2 separate regions of the Mus musculus genome follow, and region 1 is linked to region 2. Evidence: chromatin contacts called from public Hi-C data. All regions are on one chromosome and are shown on one strand. Each heading gives the region's core, a stretch centred on a gene start, on an enhancer-like site or on the middle of the called end of the contact. The rest is flanking DNA. Distances are from core to core; before and after follow the strand shown.

Region 1 (3,431 bases), core at 604-3,103, 120 kb after region 2:
ACATCACCCAGGAATTGTCAGGCTGCAGATGCTGAGGTGGGACCTGGATGGAGGTAAGTGAGGAGGGGTAGGCAGGCAGAGGATAGGCTAAAGGATAAAATGGCTGCTGCAACTATGCAAGAGGAGGATGCTGGGATGCAGGAGTCTCGGAAGTGCTGGAGGTCTATAAAAGTGTCAGGTAGATCTTGCATTGTTCCAGGAGATGACGAATGGTTCTAACTGTTGGAGCTTTGGCAATATGGCTATGACTACACTGACCTCTTGGAACCCCATGTGCTCAAACTTGAAAAAAAAAGGCTACTGATGTAGAAATGCATCCTGTCAGCCCCTGCCCTATACACACACAGTGTCTGCAGAAGTGGTCCTGGCACCCAGGCCAGGACACCAAGCATCAAGACTGGTGGAGGCCTGGGAGGCAGACCCAGCCGGAATGTCAGGCTCCCAGCAGGCATGCAGAAGCTCTCACTCCTTGAACAATTGTTTCCTATCACTGTTTACTTTTCTCCTTGAAAAGCAAGCTATGGAGTGAAGGAAAAAAAAAAAAAAAGAAGTCTCCAAAGTCCATTCCAATCCACCTCCTCTGCAGCCTAATTTCCATTCTAATGTTTGTGTGGTTCCCAGTGGCCCTGGGCACTCATTATTCTCCCGCTGTGTCTGTTGCTGTTCCCCCAACCCAGAGTCTGCTGTCTTGTTAGGGGCTGCATGGACTCATTTAGGGACTAGAGATAGGATAGCAGAGTTAGGGTGTCTAGGGAGAGGTCCAGGAGGAGTCTGGTACCTTGGGAATAATCTTAGTACGGCTTCATACATTCTGGCCCCCAAGGTGGGCTCCCTGTAGCTTCGTGTGGCTGTCACTTGGACACCAGAATTTGCACTCTATGCTGGTGCTTGAATGACATGTTACACCCTGGATGAAGGAAGGGTAGGTGTGGGGCATAGAAATCTGCTAATCTGAAATTCTGCATCATGCCTGTGTTGAAGGTGATGCTCTCTTTGTTGATAACAGCTCCTGAGCCAAGAGCATGCCTGGGTTTGAATCTTAAAGCCACTCCCTGTTTGCTGTATGACCTTGGACAATTAGTATTACCTCTCTGCACCCCGGTTTGCCGAACAGTTTACTGAACACCAGTAGTATAGAACCTTATCACTAAACAAATCAGTAGACACAGTTTCCTGGAAGGACCGTGGGCAGTTAGCATCATCAGTGTTAGCTGAACTTAATTTCGTTGAATCAGATGCCTTCTGGGACATGACAGGGTGCAAGGGCTGGAAAGGAAGTCACCAGCATGTCCGGCAGTATGTGCGCTATTATCTTGCTGCAGTGTTTATAGTCTGTGGCTGTCAACTCCTGCTACACTGGATGCCAACTTAGAATATTGGGTGGACCTGTAGATCCCTCCACTATTTCACAGGCTGCATCCATACTATTCCAAATCACCTGATCTAGTGACTCAGCAATCTGACTAGTTTCTGAGGAAGACAGAAGAGCAGGAGGGCACAGAGGAAGGCACAGCTATTCTGATTTTCCTCAGATGGGTTTGGACATTGGGCCAAGACCACAGCCCTGGCAAGCACCGAGTATTCATTTATATCACATCAACTGGAGTCCCAGGGCTTGCCCAGAATCCTGTGCTGCCCTTCAGAAGCTTGCCCTGTTTCCAGGGCTCGCTCTGTGCCATCCAAGCTCAGGAGCAGTGGGCGGTCGGGATGGTTCTACCAGCAAATCTCTGAAAACAGAACTGAGGCTGTTTCATAATCTGCAAATGCTGGATGCGGTCCAGAGAGAGGGAAGCTGCCCTACTTAAAAAGGCTTCAGAGAAGCAAATTCCCAGCGCATTGCAGACCTGGGAAGAGCTGCCACCTTCAGGCCAACTGAGGATGACAAGTCCCCTAAATGTGTTTAGGCCAGGTATCTCCCAGACCAATGCTGTGCCCACTGGCAGGCAAGGAGCCTCAAAGCCAAGACAGAGTCTACTGCACCTTTTTGGCTGCTTCAGTCTCTTTGCTTCCCTCCACATGTGAAGACAGATTCTATCTGCCCCCACTGAGCTAGGTCCCCAGTAAGAGGACACAACTGCTTCTAGCTGATATCCTTTTACATCTTTAAAAACTTGTTTTGTAGAATGTCACCGGTGGCCTTAGTCTATGGCTGCTCTGCAAGATGAAAATGCCAGTCACAAAGAGATGCAGGCTGCAGATGACTTTAGCAAGCTGGAACAGAACTGAAAAGGCTGTGCTCACTGCATGAGGGTGGGTAACTGGATCAGCAACTTCCTGGCTGTGTGCTGCCCCCCAAATTGCTTAGAGCCATCTATGCCCCGAAGCCTCCAGCCATCAAACCACCAGGCTCTTCCTTGCCTGTAGTTTTGCTCGGAGTCTGTGCTATTGTCAAGGAGCAGTAGTTCTAAGCTGGTTGTCCTGAGTCAGGGACACGGAGTTGCTGTTCCGGGTGGACAAGTTTGGCTAGGGTAGATGTAAGGGGTGTTTGGTGTTGGGCCTCCTGGTCGTCACAGCTCTCTCGAGTCCCAGGCTTTGCTGTGTGTGAGCTTGCCAAACTCAGCAAAATCAGAATTCTCTGGAGCAGAAAAGAACAGAGCACTAAAGGCCACATGGGAAACAAAACAGAGGAGCTAGCCAGGGAGCTCAAATCACTTGTCCAAAGATTCTTAGGTTGCTGACTGAAGCTGCTGCCGATGCCACACTCTCTGGGCACCTTCCTGGCAGTCCTCTCAGGCAACCTCTGCTTAGAGACTTGCTTTTTACAGAGACAGTGGAATCTCTTACTGGGGTGATCGCAGAGGCAAATGTGGGAGCTTCAATACATTCAAACACTCGGATGGGATGCTGTGTTATATGGAAGGGCTAAGGATGGGAGCACCTATGGACAAGGGGGAGGGGAGGCTGAACGATCCTCAGATCTCATTAGAGGCCTCTCTTCTGGTACAGCCTCTCTACTGCTACCTGGCTGCCAGATAATGGGACGAGGAAGAGAAACTTCTGATTCGAAGCTCAGCTGTGGGTGCCTGGTACCTCCTTCTTGCACAATTGAAGAGAGGTCAGATAACAGAAGACCCCCTCTCCTCTAAAGTGCCCATTTGACTGTGGGGTCCAGCTGTCCTCCTCAGGGCCATTACTGAGGAAAGAGAGGAATTCCAAAAACAATGTGTTCAGTCAGACAGAGCAGGCTGTGATAGAAGGGGGCCATCTGAATGCCTGGATTCCTTCCTATCTTGGCACAGCTCCAAAGAGCCTGCATCCTACCCTAATGATGCCCCGTGGACTCTTGTAAATAAAATCTTCACAGTTGCAAACATAAAGAAAGCAATTTCTCTGATACCCAGTTCTCCCAAATAATTTCATTATTCAAACTCAACATCCAGAACTACAGGTCTAAAGCAATGAATGAAGTGTTGAACATTGTGCTGGGGGAG
Region 2 (2,986 bases), core at 12-2,511:
ACCTCAAGTAGGTGCATGGAGGTATTCGCTAAAGGAATCAGTTAATTCTCGCCAAGATGTTAGCCACAGTCGAAACTAGCTGCATAAGAAATGTGTGATGGCCAATTATTCAAGGAAGAACAGAGAAAATTAAGTCATGTCTCTAAGGATAATAAAGTATTAGCTAATACAAAAATACAGTGCTTATAAGATATGTCATAATAAAAACATTTTAAAATTCTAACTCATAAACTTTGTCCTTAAGTTAACAATGAATGAGAACAATGACACTTCTTATTCAAATATGAAAATATTAAATGTAGTGTTGTGAGAGTGTGGTATGCTTGTGTTTTGTGTGTAGGTACATGCTTCTGTGCATATATGTGTGTGGACCAAAGGCCAAAATCAAGTGCTTCTCTCTACTGCTTTCCTCCTCTTTCTTTTTTTCTTTTTTCTTTTTTGAGACAGTGTTTCTTTCTCATCAGTTCATCTAGGAAAGCTTCCCAATGAGCTCAGGGATCCACCTGTCTCCACCAGTCACCAACCCCAGATTCACACTACCAATGTCCAGCTCATATGTGTGTTCTCAGGTCCTTAGGCACTTACCTAACCGAGCCACCTTCTTGGCCCAGGATTTGTCCTTTGGAGCTGATCTGTCTATAGACCTACCTATCTACCTACCTACCTGCCTGCCTACCTACCTACCTATCTACCTGCCTGCCTGCCTGCCTGCCTGCCTGCCTGCCTGCCTGCCTGCCTGCCTACCTACCTACCTACCTAGTGAAAGAACACAGATGGCATCTGGGAAAATATATCCAATATAATAGATGATATTGGAAGTTGTCATCTAAGAATGGCCAAAGTAAATAGTTGGCAAACATGACCACTCCCAGGAACAGTGGTCTAGCAACTCAGGAGTCTGAGACCAGTGAATTACCTCATTTCATGGCATAGGGTCATGTAAGTAGTCAAGCCAGGATGACCTCAGTGCCAAAAATAGTAAGGAAAGGAAGAAGAAGAAAGGAAGTGAGCCATGAGGAACTAATATGAATCACAAGTTCATGTTATTTTTGTTAAATAACTGTTTACAATCATGGTAGAGAGGATGTATTTTTCTAATAGTTTAAGGAATTAAATTATATTTTCATAATATAAATTCTATTTTGAATTTTTATAAATTCAAAAATATGAGATTAACATATAGACTAATTTTAAATAATTGTAAGTGTTCAACTGTAGGGTATTCCTAATTCTTTACTGATTTAGCCTTTAAAAAGAAAGGTCTCTTTAAAGAGGGTATTTATGATCTCAGAGATCAAATACTAGCACTAGATCCCCAAGTCTTCTGGTAGAACAACCTGTGTAGTCTGTGTTCTCATAGTGTCATTATTCAGGGTTCAGCTTAATTATCTCCTCTTCAGAGAAATCTTCCTAAATTTTCACCTAAACTTTCTAGATCATCATTGCCTATATTATGTGTATTTTTCCTCATCTCATACCACTGGTTGATATGATCATTCATTTATATCTTGCCCCATGGAATCATAAATGGAAGGATCATGAAAACAAGGGCATTCTCTGCTACAGCTCCCATGCAGAGCACAAAGCCAGCCATACACCCACTACAAAATAGATTTTAAGGAGATGATCAGTCCAATAATATTAAACCTTAAACTTTAAGCTTTTATCATAACTAAAATCTAAGAATTACTGTAAGAATTTTTCTCTATACTTCAGAGAGAGTTTCTTCCATGCTTGATTTTATCAGGGTTTCTGGATATGCTGAGAGTTGAAATCAAGAATTCTTTCCTCTTGTTTTATTTTTATACACACACACAAACACAAACACACACATATACCTATACATATAAACCTATTATCAAGCTGTGCCTTGCCAGCTGATAATGCCCAGGAGGTTAGCTAGACCCACTTGCATTTTGTTCACTGTGTGTCTTTGCTCAGCTGCCCTTTCTACACTCCGCAGTTTCTGCTGCTGGGCCTTCCATAAAATACACTACTCACTAAGTCTTTACATTTCTCCTCACTTCTCGGAGGTACACATGATAAAACATTTGTTCTCATGTGAAGACTTCTTATTTGCAGTGGTGTTAAATGGTAATTCTGAGACTAAGCCACTTAGCTGTATTCTTTAAACTTATCAATTGATATATTTGATTTAATATACTCACAAATCTTTATATGTATGGATTTTTTGGACAATATTTACAGATACTTTGTGGGGAAGACATATTACTTTCCTCCAATAATACTAGATTTTTAATTTTGTTTCATAATGCACCTTAACAATTATAATTTCATTGTAAAACTGATCATTTCTATTGACAATTTTATATTCCATACCTTAAAACCACAAAATATGTAAAGTTGGCATTTTCTAAAACCAAAACTTAGGAAAAACAAAAGCCATATTTAAAAATATGGAAACTTTGTCTGGAACTGAGGACCCTGAAATTAATCATTTCAGTTTAATAACAGCACAGGAATGGCTGGAAAGCCATGGTCGTTAACTCAGGGAATGAGCAGAGGTTCACTGCCTTTGCACTTAGGTAAAGAAAATTTACTGTTGGTCCCTGCTTGCTCTTTCCTTATGCCTCTCCTAACTTATTCTATTCTGTTCTGTTCTGTTCTATTCTATTCTATTCTATTCTAGTGTTGTTACTGCTGATTCTTTTTGTTTATTCTGAAAAAAAAACAGAATAGAAAAAATGAACATTAAAAAAATACTGCTTGAAAAAGGTTAAAGCTACTTTTAATACAATGGTATCTATATTCATTTATAGATGTTTTCTATATTTTCATGTGCATGAATATTTTGCCATATAATTCTGTTTATCTTTAGACTCTCATTATTGTGTCTCATTATTGTATTGTGTACCTAATTGGATCATCCGCGCATGCTCCCAGACTTTCCTAATTGACTGGTTTCACTGCTCCCGAGTTCATTTGCCATTGCTGTAATCAAACTATCCTGACAAAAGCAGCTCGG

The links. A called contact is a pair of places that touch in the nucleus more often than the background predicts.
Region 1: a contact with region 2 is called in a Hi-C map of bone marrow-derived macrophages, with 3 times the contacts expected there. The contact joins two enhancer-like sites. A contact is called at or near these places in 3 of 39 promoter capture datasets (liver, macrophages and pre-B cells), 4 of 484 Hi-C or Micro-C datasets (bone marrow-derived macrophages, cerebellar granule neurons and embryonic stem cells), 2 of 115 datasets of contacts at active chromatin or transcription factors (both in embryonic stem cells) and 1 of 9 other capture datasets (macrophages).

What each region holds. Positions count from the first base shown.
Region 1 is chr15:39,733,623-39,737,053 of GRCm38.p6, forward strand. No RefSeq gene overlaps it. Among named protein-coding and RNA genes, the nearest start is that of Dcstamp, 11 kb to the right of the region's middle. Within about 2 kb of position 1,854, at least 78 of the 459 cell types and tissues checked have an H3K27ac peak or open chromatin away from gene starts, as enhancers often do. A contact at or near this core is called in bone marrow-derived macrophages, where this site is marked.
Region 2 is chr15:39,610,135-39,613,120 of GRCm38.p6, forward strand. All of the region lies in intron 21 of Rims2 (regulating synaptic membrane exocytosis 2), which reads left to right. Among named protein-coding and RNA genes, the nearest start is that of Dcstamp, 130 kb to the right of the region's middle. Within about 2 kb of position 1,262, at least 7 of the 459 cell types and tissues checked have an H3K27ac peak or open chromatin away from gene starts, as enhancers often do. A contact at or near this core is called in bone marrow-derived macrophages, where this site is marked.